Regions from separate parts of the Mus musculus genome. Here region 1 is linked to region 2. A link is a contact called in public Hi-C data. All regions are on one chromosome and are shown on one strand. The core of a region is the stretch at or near the end of the contact, and the rest is flanking DNA. Distances in the headings are between cores, read along the strand shown. Region 1 has its middle 49 kb from the start of Gm36656. Region 2 has its middle 28 kb from the start of Gm36234.

Region 1 (6,701 bases), core at 662-3,161, 970 kb before region 2:
ATCACAGCCATTGGAAACCAATACAAGGGAAAGAACCTGAAGGAGCCCAAGGAAACAATCAAAGGAAGGACTAAGAAAGGACTAGGTCAGAGTTACCTCGCTCAGGATAATATGTTCTAGTTCCATCCATTTGCCTGGAAAACTCAGGATGTCCTTGTTCTTAATAGCTGAGCAGTATTCCATTGTATAAATGAACCACATTTTTAATCTGTGGTAGGTTATCTAGGTTGTTTCCAGCTTTGGGCTATCACACACACACACACACACACACACACACACACACACACACACACACAAAGGCTTCTATGAACATAGTTGAACATGTGCCCCTGTGGCATGGTGGGGCATGCTTTGGGTATATTCCCAGGAGTGGTATAACTGGGTCTTCAGGCAGATCTATTTCTAATTTTCTGAGGAATCTCCAGATTGATTTGCAGAGTGGTTGTACCAGTTTGCCCACTAATAAAGGGATAGTAGGGAAAAAAATTACAGAACACCCAAGATACAGTCCACAGAACTCAAGAAGGTCAATAAGCTGAAGTGTCCAAGTAAGGATGCCTCAGTCCCACTTGGGAGGGAGAAGAAAGCAATCAAAAATAAATTTAAAAAACAAAAAAGAAAAAGAAAGGACTGGGAAAGAATGTGGGATACAAGAGGACAGGGTAAGCGCAGACCTAACAGGGAGAAGCCAGAATCCATCTCTGACAGTACAGTGCATCAGCATACATATGGGCTTATGTTTTTAATCTAGAGAGGGACAAGCCTGGCCTGACCCATCCAACTATGGGTCAAGGCAACAAAACCTCATGCACAGTAAGTCCCTGTGGTGGTTTGAATATGCTTGGCCCATGGGAAGTGGCACTATTAGGAGGTGTGACCTTACTGGAGGAGGTGCGGCTCTGTTAGAGGAAGTGTGTCACTGTGGAGGTGGGGCTTTGAGGTCTCATAGATATGCTCAAGTCGGGCCAGTGTGATCTAGCCCCTCCCTCTGGTTGCCCGCGGAAGACAGTCTCCTCCTGGCTGCCTTCCAATCAAGGTGTAGAACTCTCAGCTCTTCCAGCACCATGTCTGCCTGGATGCTACCATGCTTTGTGCCGTGATGTTTTGCACCTTAGGAATTATCTAAATCTCTGCAGGAATAAGGACCAAGGAGGTGGGCTAGGGGAAGAGGGGCATCCACATCTGTCAACATGAGTGGCCAAATTTATCACTCTTAAAAGGTGACTTTGGAACAGAGAGTCTGAGAACTCCCATGAGCCAGTGAGAAACAACCCTGAAAGGCTGTAGGGGCTGGAGGGATGGCACAAGAGTTAAGAGTGTGTACTGCTCTACAGATGACCCAAGTTCATTCCCAGTACCCACATCAAAGAGCTCACACCAGCCTTTAACTCAAGCTCCTAGAATCCAATGCCCTCCTCCGGTCTCTTCAGGTGCCTGCATTCAAATGCATTGTACAAAACTGCACTTATATACACACACATACATACATACATACATACATACATATATACATACACACACATATACATAATTATAGAAAATAAAATAAAATATTTTTAATAGAAAAGTCAGAGAGACACTTCACAAAATGTATGAGACACTTCACAAAAGTGCATTGCAAGCTACCATCTTCGAGCAAATGAGCAGCGGTTCCATCCTGGTTATAACCAGTTAAAAACCAACAAAGTGCCATTGAGACCCGGACCAGACAGCACCATACAGAATCACAAGCACAGAATGCAGCCTGCATTCGGAGGCCCTGGACCACAGGGGCTCTCTCGGGCCCTGCTGGTGACAGGAAGAATTGGAGCAATCAGTTTGCAAAGGCATTTGACAGTGTCTACACCGAACACCCTCCACCCTTCAGAAATAAACCCAGCAAAAACAAGCGTGCTTGCCACCAGCAGTACCGTATATAATTGCCCCAATCTGGGAGCCATCCCAACGTCCGTCACCACGAGGATGGATAAATGGACCGTGGAGCACTTCACGTGACAGATCACTGTAGGCGTGCTGTGCCTTGATTTAAACATTTCTAAAAATGACTTTGGTTTGGGAAATGTGGGAGGCATTCAGCCCTTCTGCTCCCCGTTGCTGGGGACGGGACTGTCGGTGTCAGTGATGAGAGGTGGCTTTCACAGTGTGAGACAGACCTGGGCTACTGAGGGCTGTGAGATGGTGCTTTGGGGGTGCATTTCTGATCAAGGACAGACCTCCTCACACAGCTCTGGAGACCTTGCGATCAACCTCTCTATGCTTCAGATAGCACCCTGCCTCCAGTGCTCTGTCAGCCTACACTGCCCTGAGGAAGGTGAATCCCACCCCAGGAAGTCTCTCAGATGTATACTCCAGTCATGTCTGGACAAAGGTTCTCTGGCCACTCCTGGGACTCCCATATGTGACTGTGGCACCCCAAGAAACCTGTGCCACAGGAGCCCTTACGAATAATATGTCCCTCTTGGATCAGTACTAGGCTCACATTATAGGAATCCTATCTAGTTATGGAAATGTCTGTGTTTTACTCTCTTTATAGGCCATTCAAAATGTCTGTGTTTTACTCTCTTTATAGGTCATTCCAAAGCCACAGCGGGGTTCTAAATGAACTCTAGTTACTTGTTGTTGTTTATTTAGATTCATTTTCATTGTGTGTGTGTCTGCATGTGTAAGCAAGTTATATGTGTGATGTGTGTGACTGTGTGTATGTGTGATGTGTGTCTGTGTGTATGTGTGTGTGTGTGTGCAATTGCACATGCACAAGAGCCATATATGTATATCATGCCCAAGGAGGTCAGAAGAGAGCATCAGATCCCTTGTAGCTGGAGTTATTAGCAGTTTGAGCCACCAGATGTGTGTGCTGGGAGCAGCACTCAAAACTCAGGTATGGAAGAGAAAAACTCTTAACTGCACAACCATCTCTCTCCTGCTCTGATCTGTCTTAGAACCTACGTTCTCATCAAAGAACATACCCTCTTCATGGGGTAAAAGCCACATCATTCCGGTTTCTAGCACTGGCCCCCAGTGTCTGAGCCAAGACAAGTGCTAATGGATCTTGGGCTGAGCCAACAAGGGAATGAGCAGTAGGGGACCTTGGCCACAGCAGCTGCCAAGTCAGGTGACACCTCCAGCTTAGAGACTGCAAAGACCAAGCATAAGCCACCCACCACCCACCATGGGCTGCTGGGAAGAGTTTAGGATGCACATCTTGCAGCTTGGGAAACTGAGTCTTGGGGAGGCGAGAAGCTACACTCACATAGAGATGTGACAGTTGAGATATGCACTCAAGCTTGCCCCTCTCCAGGATCAATTGAAAGACATAGGACCCTTCATCCCTGTGGGCAGCTTTCAGCACCTTCTTTTGAGATGCAAATATAGAAGCAAAAAGGAGCAATCGAAGAGACCCCCAGCAAGGTATGGTATATACAGTTCCTGGAACCTGCACGATGCTCTCCCTCCAGTCTGGAGCTATGTTGGTCTGGTGGCTGGCACAGCTCACCATGCTCAGAGGTTGTTTGCTTCATTGGTGCAGACATCCCCCAAAGCATCCCAGAGCCAGCTTCCAGTCACCCTGACCAGGACTGGCAGCACTGGCCAGATCAAATCTGCAGTTTTGGTGCCTGACAGGCACCAACTGACTCAATTACTGGTGCTGTTGGGCTAGACTTCCAGAGACACTTTCAGGCCATTTCTTTTCCAAGGTGCCTTGAGGTCAAGGCATCAGGATCCCCATCTAAAGGACCTGGCCCTGGAGACTAGGAAAACCTTCAGTCCCAGTTGGAAACTAAAGCTGTCTCTTCTCCACGAGGCACATCTTTCCTCAAGGCCCTGTGTACTTCTAGTGTCTTCTACTTTACAGTTCTGGAAGAGTCACAGTACCAAATGTACAAAGCATTTCACACTGGGGAGGGCTGGACTCGTCATTCTGGGCCAGTTCCCCAGTGTGGAACAGACTTTTATATAAACCAAGAAGGCTGAGAGTCACCCTCACTTACCCCGCCCCCTAACTGTGCAAGTATCTTCATATTTCAACATGGTGAGGCACAAAGTGTGGATTCAGTATAGATGCCTGGGATACGGGCAGGCCCTCTCCAGAGGTGGGAGGGCCTTGACAACTAGCAAAAGGAAGAGACCATTCTTGAGTGTGTCCAGGAGCCAGGGACATCAGCTCACTGGGATTCAAGGACCAACAAGATCAGTATACTCTGTGATGTCAAAATGTGGTCCAGTGCAGAGAGCACATGATCTGCAGCCGAGCCAAGCCTCCCCACTGTGAAGGGCTAAGTGGCTGGAGACTCAGGCTGACTCAGGGGTGTTCCGAGGAGGTTCCTTTGTGTAAGAATTAGGAGTGAGAAAGACATTTGGGTGGTGCTCTGTAATTAAGTACTGGAAACTTTACCGGCAGATAATCTAAAGATCCTGGGTATGTTTGTGCACTCCCTATCTTTTGCAGTGTGATGCTCTCTTCTACTTTTGGAATCTATCAGCAAAGATTTCATCACTACACATTTGACCTTGGATCTCCAGAGCCTGGTGTTATCCAACCTCACGTGTTGTATTACAGCAATACAAAATGAACTGGCATGCTCTGCCACGCCGCTGCCTGCTCCATTTCCACGGGGCCATCAACGCTACATTTTGGGGGGTTACTTGCCCTTAGTCTCTCCCTTACAAGGATGTGTCTGATAACATTTGGGGCTCACGCAGATAATCCAAGATAAACTGCTCTCAAAAATCCTTGAATTGGATTTCCCCTGCAGTGTAAAACTTGTTCTGACTGCCATGTAAGGCAGTATTCACAGGTTCTGGGTGTTGGGGAACAAATATAACTTTGGGGGCTAACACTTGCATTTATTTTTTTTCTTTAACCTACTGAAGTTTCTGCCTATGTAAGTTGTGCGTGGTGGCATTCTTCCATAGTTTTAGCATTCGGGAGGCTATGTGGGAGGGTGGTGAATGTAGAAATGGCCTGGGCTATGTAGTGCACACTGAGTCCAGTGTAGATGGTAGATGGTAGTGTAGATCTCGGAACCTAAAAGGGCTAGAATTAAACCCTATTCGTGCCTCAGTTTCCTTATAATACCAGCTTCCTAACAGGAGAATCCATGTGAAAGGGAAAAGAGTAAACCTAGCTTGGTGATGCTGCTGTGGCTGCTGCTGCTGCTGCTGCTGATGATGGTGATGATAGTGTGAATATGGCTATCATCTCTTGAGCCCCCTATATGGTTATTCCGCATTCTAAAGGCCTTTACACTAGCTCTACAAGATGGAGCAGTGGAGGCTGTTTGAGATTTGGGAGAGCCACATGTGGATCGAATGCATAACTGGCTGCCAAAACACATAGTGTGGCAAAGCACCTGTTCCCTGTGATATGTGTTCCAAGTTTGTTTGTCTTCCCTATCACCCTGTGAATGCCTTTAGATGAGTTGACCTCTGATGGTTGATGTATCAAGGTTTGGCACTGTCTGGCAGAGTACTGGCCACTTAAGGATTACTAAATTGGTGAAATGGATAGATAGGTGAGTAGATGAGTTGATGGATGGATGGATGGATGGATGGATGGATGGATGGATGGATGGATGGATAGATGGGTGGGTGGGTGGGTGGATGGATGGATGGATGGATGGATGGATGGATGGATGGATGGGTGGGTGGATGGATGGATGGATGGGTGGGTGGATGGATGGGTGGATGGGTGGATGAATGGATAGATGATGCATGGATATATTCATACATGAATACATGGACTTATGAACATATGGATGGATGCACCAATAGCTTTATGGGTGGATGAGTGCATGGACAAATAAATGGGTGGATGAATAGGCACATGGGCATGTGGATGCATGCATAGATGCATGGGTTGGTGGGTGGATGGGTAGACAGACAAGTGGACAGGCAGATGGACAGGTGGATGCCTGGATGAATGGATTCATGGACACATCAACAGACAGATCAACAGACAGATGCGTGGATAATACCCTGTTCTAGACAGCAAGGGCAGGCCGCATGCCCACTCTTCTCAGCCTGCCTCATCACACACATTCAGTCAGTGCTGGTGAAGGGCCAACACAGTAGCACGGTGACATTTCTCTTTCCTCTGGTGCACATTTCCTCACGTCTAAACATGGGCTGAAAAACATCCAAGCTTTTCATAGCGATTTAGTTTCCAGAAATTTCCAAGCCCTGTCTCTGAAGCAAGCCATAACAGCTGCCTGTGCTGGGTCTCCACACAGCGCAACACAGCTCAGAATTGCTAATCGCCTTGGGATTGCTGTTACCAAGTGAAAACACAGAGCAGCACCAACCTGTCTTCCCACTAATGCAAATTCTGTCCCCCCAAAAATGTTGCTAAACATCATGTTGGCCTGCCACAGATGTTCCTTCGCTCTCTCTGATGTGAGAGATACTGGAAAGCAGGAGCTGAACGCCTTGATGGACTTCCTGTAGCTTTGGTGATAACTGTGGTCAAGCCATTCTCCCAGCACCTGGATCTGCTATCAATCTGGCCACCCCCCTGTGGGGAGGTTCACACTGGGGCAGGAGTGTAATTCTGTACACCTTACCACTGATCACAGCCAGAGTTCAGAGTGAGACCTTTCCTTAAAAACCAAACCAATCAAACCAATAAAAAACAGTTCAGCACAAGGGTTGGTGTGGTTTGGAGGGTCACAAGGAAGAATCCTACCTACTCTTCCTGGCATTTA
Region 2 (6,657 bases), core at 3,497-5,996:
TGAATGCAGAGCTGGAGGTGGCTCCTATGCCTTGAGGGGACTCTGGCACTAGGGACCATCTCCAGGCAAATATGTCAAAGGAAACTGTGACTCCTGTCATCCACACCCAAACCAAAAGCCAGTGAGCTCCAGAAGGTGACATAAAACACGGGCGTCTAACCAGCATCCTGATACCAGTCTGTGTAACAGAAAAGGCACAAAGACTCTAGGACAACTGGGTGCAGGGTTGGGGGCCCCAGTGTGGTCTTTCCATTCATTAACAGAAAACCTATCCATCCCAAGGTTTATGGTAAATGAATGGCATCCCCACCAAGCCAAAAGCCTTCTTCTCAGCAAAGGAAATAATGACCAGGGTGAAGGGAAAACCTGCAGGGGACAGGGTGGGGGTGGCTCTCTTCACAGATCCCATGCGGGATTGATATGTAGAATATGTAAAGAACTCAAGAATAAAACACCAAAATTTCAAATGATCAACTTAATGAATGAGGAGCTGGAGAGATGGCTTAGACTTTAAGAGTACTGGCTGCTCTTCCAGAGGACTTGACTTTGTTCCCAGCACCCAACACAGTGGCTCATAACTGCCTGTAACTCTAATTTCAGAACTAACGCCCTCTCTGGCCTTCATGAACACTGCACACATGGGGTGCACATAAATTCCCCTGGGCACACACTAATACATATAAAATAAATTTAAGAAAACATAATCTCAAACCAATCACGGGCAAATGAACAGAACACAGTTCTCAAAAGAGGCATTAAGAATTCATGAACAGGGCTGGAGAGATGGCTCAATGGATAAGAGCACTGACTGCTCTTCTAGAGGTCCTGAGTTCAATTCCCGGCAACCACATTGATGGCTCACAACCATCTGTAATAGGATCTGATGCCTTCTTCTGGTGTGTCTGAAGAGAGCAAAAGTATACTCATATGCATTAAATAAATAAATAAATAAATATTTTTTTAAAAAAAGAATTTGTGAACAGTGTTCAGCATCCTTTACCATCAGGGAAATGCAAATCAAAGCCACAATGTCAGTATCTCTCACCTTAGTCAGAATGGCTATCATAATAAATAAATACATACATACATACATACATACATACATACATACATACATACATAAGAATGGCCTCTCCCATCACCCCTCACCACCTGCATGAGTCGAGAGAGCTGACCCAAGGTCATGAGAGCAAGAGATCCGGCCCTGCTCCTCCCTGGGCAGCACAGTGGAGCTGGCCCTAATGGCAAAGGCATGGGTGAGCCAGCCCCAAGGATGTGTCTGCAGGAGAGCGGGCACAGCCCCTTGCTGGCTGTGGCATTAGAGGGGCTAGTTATCCAGGGCAGTGCTAGAGAGCTTGTCCTGGTTGTGTGGGTATAGACTGAACTGGCAGGCTGACCCACTCGGCTACCACCCAGGCCCAGATCCACGACTTTGAGTTGGGCCACTCTAAAGTTTATCTCATCTATGATCTGCTAGCATGTGAAAGGGCCGGTCCTTCAGATCCAAAGCTGCAGGACCTCCATGACACAGGACAAGCAAGAGGAGTGCCAGTGAGAATCCAGTATGGACAGTGTAGCAGAGGCCAGAGTCCTCTAACCAGACCAACGACTCATTGCAATGAACATTTGCAAGTAAAGATGTGTGGACAGAGGGGTGCGCTGTGGGACACACTGTGACACACTACAGCTTCCATGATGAGATGTTTTCTATGGTCTGTTGTTGTTGTTGATTTATTTTTATTTCTTATGTAAGGGAGATTGCAAGGGCAAAGAACAGATACAAAGGGACCGGAAATGGGTGGGACTGGAATGCATGCGGTGAAACTCTCAAAGAATCAATAAAAAGTTTTTTAAAAAGAAAAAAGAAACTAACAACATTAAAAAGGAAGGAAGGAAGGAAGGAAGGAAGGAAGGAAGGAAGGAAGGAAGGAAGGAAGGGAGAAAGAGAGAGAAAGAGAGAAAGTCTAGCAGCAAAAATTCCAGTGAGAATATGGGGAAAGAGGAGACATTGTTCACTGCTGGCAGAAATTTAAATCAACACATCCACTATGGAAATTAGAATGAAAGTTAAAAATAAAAAACAAATACTGATATAGTAAAGAATGAAGTTTAATCCAGCTGTGGCACTCCTGGCTAGACACCTGAAGGAATGAAAGCTAGTGTACATTCTTGCCCACTGTGACACCATCCACATCAGCCAATATGAGATCAGATGACTAATTTTTTAAACATGGTATATTATTCAGCCCTGAAAAATGAAGTCGTGTCATTTACAGGAAAATGAAGGAAGCTAGAGATGGTCATACCAAGCAAAACTAAGCCAGACTCAAAAATATGTTGCATGTCTTATAAGCAAAATCTATATTTTTTTAAAGACATAAAAGTAGAAGGGGGTGATCAGTTACAAGCTCCCAGGACCTACTGTCCCTGGGACACATTTTGCTGCCCCACAGCATCTGACCAAACACTGAACAGCAGTGGGTACAGAGACTCATGACAGTTCAAGGCACTCATAAGTGATGGTTGAGTGTTCAGTCCTAAACAGAACATTTATCACACAGACACACACAGACACAGACACAGACAGACACAGACACACACACACACACACACACACACACCTCAGGTAACACTGAGGCTGAGAACAGAACTTAAGACCAGGAGAAGGACTGGGAAATGCTGGCTTTGGGACATGGCACAACCTTCGTGACCTCACGCACCTGTGAATGACAGTACTGTGAAGGCTGTCCCTGTGGACAGCTGATCGGAGGTCAGGGAGGGGCCCTGGGGGCCCTACATTGTTAGACTGCAAAGCTGATTCCCAGCCATGCTCTGCCCACAAGATTAGCGTAGGACAATAGTTGAAAGAGCACTGGGTCCCACTGAGCCTCTCCTCTCCCGCTAGCTATATATTCTAGAAACGGTCCAGACCATCCACTCCATCTCTAGCACAGCCCCACACCATATGTAAAGGAAGAAGCACAGAGGAGGGACCAGCTCCCACACACGCCCTGTTTGTATTGAAGACAGAGACCCACATGGTCAGATAGAGCTGCCTCTTGTCTTCCATGGTCATAATGGAGGAGAGGACCAACCCTCCCCTGTTGAGGGTCACCTGTCCATCATCTTCATTACCTTCAGATTCCCCAAAGATGGAGACACATTTTAATCTAGCAATGCTGTCCCGTAAGCTAGTCAATTAAGGGGCCTGGGGAGATGGACAGGTGTTTTCTAGAAAAGCACTCCTGTCCTGCTCAGGGCCAAGATTGCCAGTAAAGGAAGAAGAGATAGCCTCTACCCAGCAAGCTCATGCCGAATCTAGAGAGAGGAAATCTAAGTAGCAACGACAGACACCCTGTGGACAGAAAGTATGGCTTCAGAGGACCCCTGAGCTGTGGGCACCTACACCTGTGTTCACTGGGGCAAACAAACAACGCATCCTTTAACATTCCAACGTGTGGAATGAATTCTCTACCAAACATCACTTATCACTTAAAGTTCAAGGATGGCTCTAGAGATGAGTTCATTCAACAGCCCACAGCCTAGAGGGGCTTGGGGGGAGCTGGCTGAAAAGCCAAGGGTTGGACTTGCCCCACTCTGGAAGAGGGAATGCTATAGAGAGCTCAGATTCTGGGATTGGCACCAAGCCCCCCCCCCCCTCCCCGGCCCCAAACACACACAGGAATGAACCAGTGGGGAAGTTCTGCTTTGGCCTGAGGCAGGGGTGAAGGGACCGGAAGCAGCTGAGCAGTGATTAAATACATTAACTGCCCTAAAAGTCGAGAGACTACCCTAGAACTCTGTTCTTAGTTCGCCATCTTTGCAAGGGCAAAATAAACGTACTTTTCAAAACTATAAATGAAGACAGGGTCCCCTCACACAGCACAGAGCCCACCGTCCCCGCTACACTCCCTACTTTCTTCAAGATGTATCGGGATGATACTGGATTCGTCTGTGACTCCATGAGGGTAGAGTTCAGAGGCCCCGGGTGTGCCTGTCCTTTACCTGAGAATGTGGAATGGAGGAAGATGCCCTAGGCACACATATGACCACCACTGACAGAAAGTCCATTGAACCCCAGTAGGCCCTCAGCTTCCTCCTGAGTAGAAAGACCAAGCCTGGGCTTTAGAGATCCTTCGCTTCCATTAATAATAATGGGATGTAATACTGGCAATGTGCCTGTGATTTTCTGGGTAACCTCAACTTCTGTCCCCATTGTCTGCAGGGCCACCACCCCTCAGCCATGAGTATGCCCTCCTGCCTCAGGCACTGTAAGGTATCTGCGCTCCTATCCATTGAGAAGCAGATTGGATCCACTCCAAAACTGTGGCTCTCTGTCCAGTCCTCAGAGAACACTTCTATTTTGAGGGAGTTTAATTTGAGTCCAGTCAGAATCACATGGGATGGGTTTGCCTCAAACATGCTAAGATGCAGGCAGCTGCTCAATTAAAAAAAAAAAATTTAAAAATCCCCAAATAGCCCTTGTTCTTTTTTTTTTTTTTTTTTTTTTGCATTTTTATAAGTTCTTTGAAAGGAAAAAGAGAAAAAGAAAGATGGAGAAATGCTGAGTTTCTCCCTCCTCCACATGACCCCCCTCCCCCTGGTGATAAGAAAGACCCAGAGTAGATGTGAACAGGAGGAGAGGAGAAACCCAGCTGGGCTTTTGCAGGGCCCCACCCCACCCACTGCAGGCAACTGTGGTTCCCTCTGGTTCTGGTTTGGAGAGAAAAGAGGAGTCATAGCGTTTGCTCCCCCGGATCCTGGGAAGATGGCCAGCCCTGTACTGTGCTGGTACCCACAGGCTCAGCACTGCTGGGTCTTGGAGACCCACAGCTGGAACCCACCAACCAGGTCACCTGCTGGGGAACAGGATGAGAACAAAGAACCACCCCCCTGGCTTGATCCTTTTGTTTAAAACCCACCAGCCCCCACCACAGGGTCAGCCTCTCCCTTTTTCAAGGGATAACTATTTGCCTGCAAGGTACCCTTACAAATCCCCACATCTCCTCACTCCACAGTTCAAACTAGGTCTCCAAATTGGCACTGCTGGGATGTTAAGCACTGGAAAATTCTGGATGACCTTTTATTAACATTTTCTAAACCAATATGTGTTAGTAGGATGTGTTTTGTTGCTGGGCCGGGTGGGTTATTTATTTATTTATTTACTTTGCTACAAGTACCCAGAGGAATTATGAAAAATACTTGGTTTCTGTAGTTTATCCCATATGCTCTTAATAGGCTCACAAATATAATACCATTATAAAAAAGAAAAACTGCCAAGTCTGCTAAAAAAATTGTCATAACACTAAATTATTATATAAATATAAAGGGAGTGTGTCTGTAAAATATTCAGTCAATGAACATCCCTAGGTGATGGTTTCACAGTGTTGTTTTTATTCCTGGGAGATCCATAACGCATTTGGGCTTGCCACGTGTCACCACGTGAGTCAGGCAGTTAACGCGTGTGCTTTTCAGAAGGGTGTCTTCCCCATAGAACGAGCTATAAAAAAATGGAGAGATCCTGTTGCTTTGTGTGATAGGCATAATTTAATGTCTTGCTTATAACACTGCATCTTAAGGAAAAATACATACTGTCCTATGTAGTTATTTACAATATATTGCTAAGTCTATGCAAATGGGTTTCCCGAGCCCAGGATTATATAACAAAGGTCAACAATGTTTGAAATATTTCGAAGCATATTCCCAGTATGCTCAGGGTACATGGCTAATGTCCGATATATGCACATATATCTTAATATATTTCCAGATATTTCTGTGCGTTGTTCTTCCCATAGCTTCCCACGGAATACCGTTAAGGGGGGGGGGGGGGGCGTCCGGCTTTCTGAAGAGAGCCAAATGTTGCTATCCATCTTGGAAAAATTTATTAAAGTGGCTAATTATGCGGTCCTTAGTATTGAATTAGTGAGGAGGTTCCGTGACACCGCTGCAGGAGTAGGGAAGCAGAGCCATTTCCTTGGTACCGAAGTGAGACACTCAACAAATGAGAAGCCAAAGGCTCATCTACGAGGCCTTAGATTTTGGTCACAGATTTCCAAATCAGGCATTGCATGTGTGTATGTGTGTGTGTGTGTCTGTCTGTCTGTCTGTCTGTCTGTCTGTCTCTGTGTCTCTGTGTGTGTACATGTGTGTGCTTGTTATTATAAGGTGTACAACAGACCCATGAGCAAACACACATACACATACACTAAACTCCTTCCAAATACTAAAATGTCATTATATTTTTAAGGTTTTATTTATTATTCTTTTTAACTCTGTGCGTGCATGTGTGCAGGGGAGGGGTGCATATGAGTACAGGTACCCGTGGAGGCCAAAAGTGTTAGATTCCCTAGAGCAGGGGTTAGAGGCAGTTGTGAGCTTCCTGACATGGATGCTGGGACTCAGATTCCAGCCTTCTGGAAGCCCATTGGCACAGACTTCTGACCCCCAGCCACCTCTCTAGCCCTCATTCTTATCTTTTTTATGGGAATTATTTGAATTATTGAGGAAAAACTGACTGTTGCATGAGGGTGAGAAAGGTTTACACAAAGCAAACCTCCTAGACCCAAGTCCTGCCCCAGAGAGGATGTGAAAGAGAGATCTGCTTGTCTCAAGGTGTCTAGACTGAACCCTCAGAGCTGCCCTCCATCCCTGCTCCCT

Evidence for each region. A called contact is a pair of places that touch in the nucleus more often than the background predicts.
Region 1: a Hi-C map of cerebral cortex shows a contact between it and region 2, with 3 times the contacts expected there. The contact joins two enhancer-like sites. A contact is called at or near these places in 1 of 484 Hi-C or Micro-C datasets (cerebral cortex) and 1 of 115 datasets of contacts at active chromatin or transcription factors (differentiating embryonic stem cells).

Annotation. Positions count from the first base shown.
Region 1 is chr7:36,862,116-36,868,816 of GRCm38.p6, reverse strand. No RefSeq gene overlaps it. Among named protein-coding and RNA genes, the nearest start is that of Gm36656, 49 kb to the left of the region's middle. Within about 2 kb of position 1,911, at least 8 of the 459 cell types and tissues checked have an H3K27ac peak or open chromatin away from gene starts, as enhancers often do. A contact at or near this core is called in cerebral cortex, where this site is marked.
Region 2 is chr7:35,891,585-35,898,241 of GRCm38.p6, reverse strand. No RefSeq gene overlaps it. Among named protein-coding and RNA genes, the nearest start is that of Gm36234, 28 kb to the left of the region's middle. Within about 2 kb of position 4,746, at least 6 of the 459 cell types and tissues checked have an H3K27ac peak or open chromatin away from gene starts, as enhancers often do. A contact at or near this core is called in cerebral cortex, where this site is marked.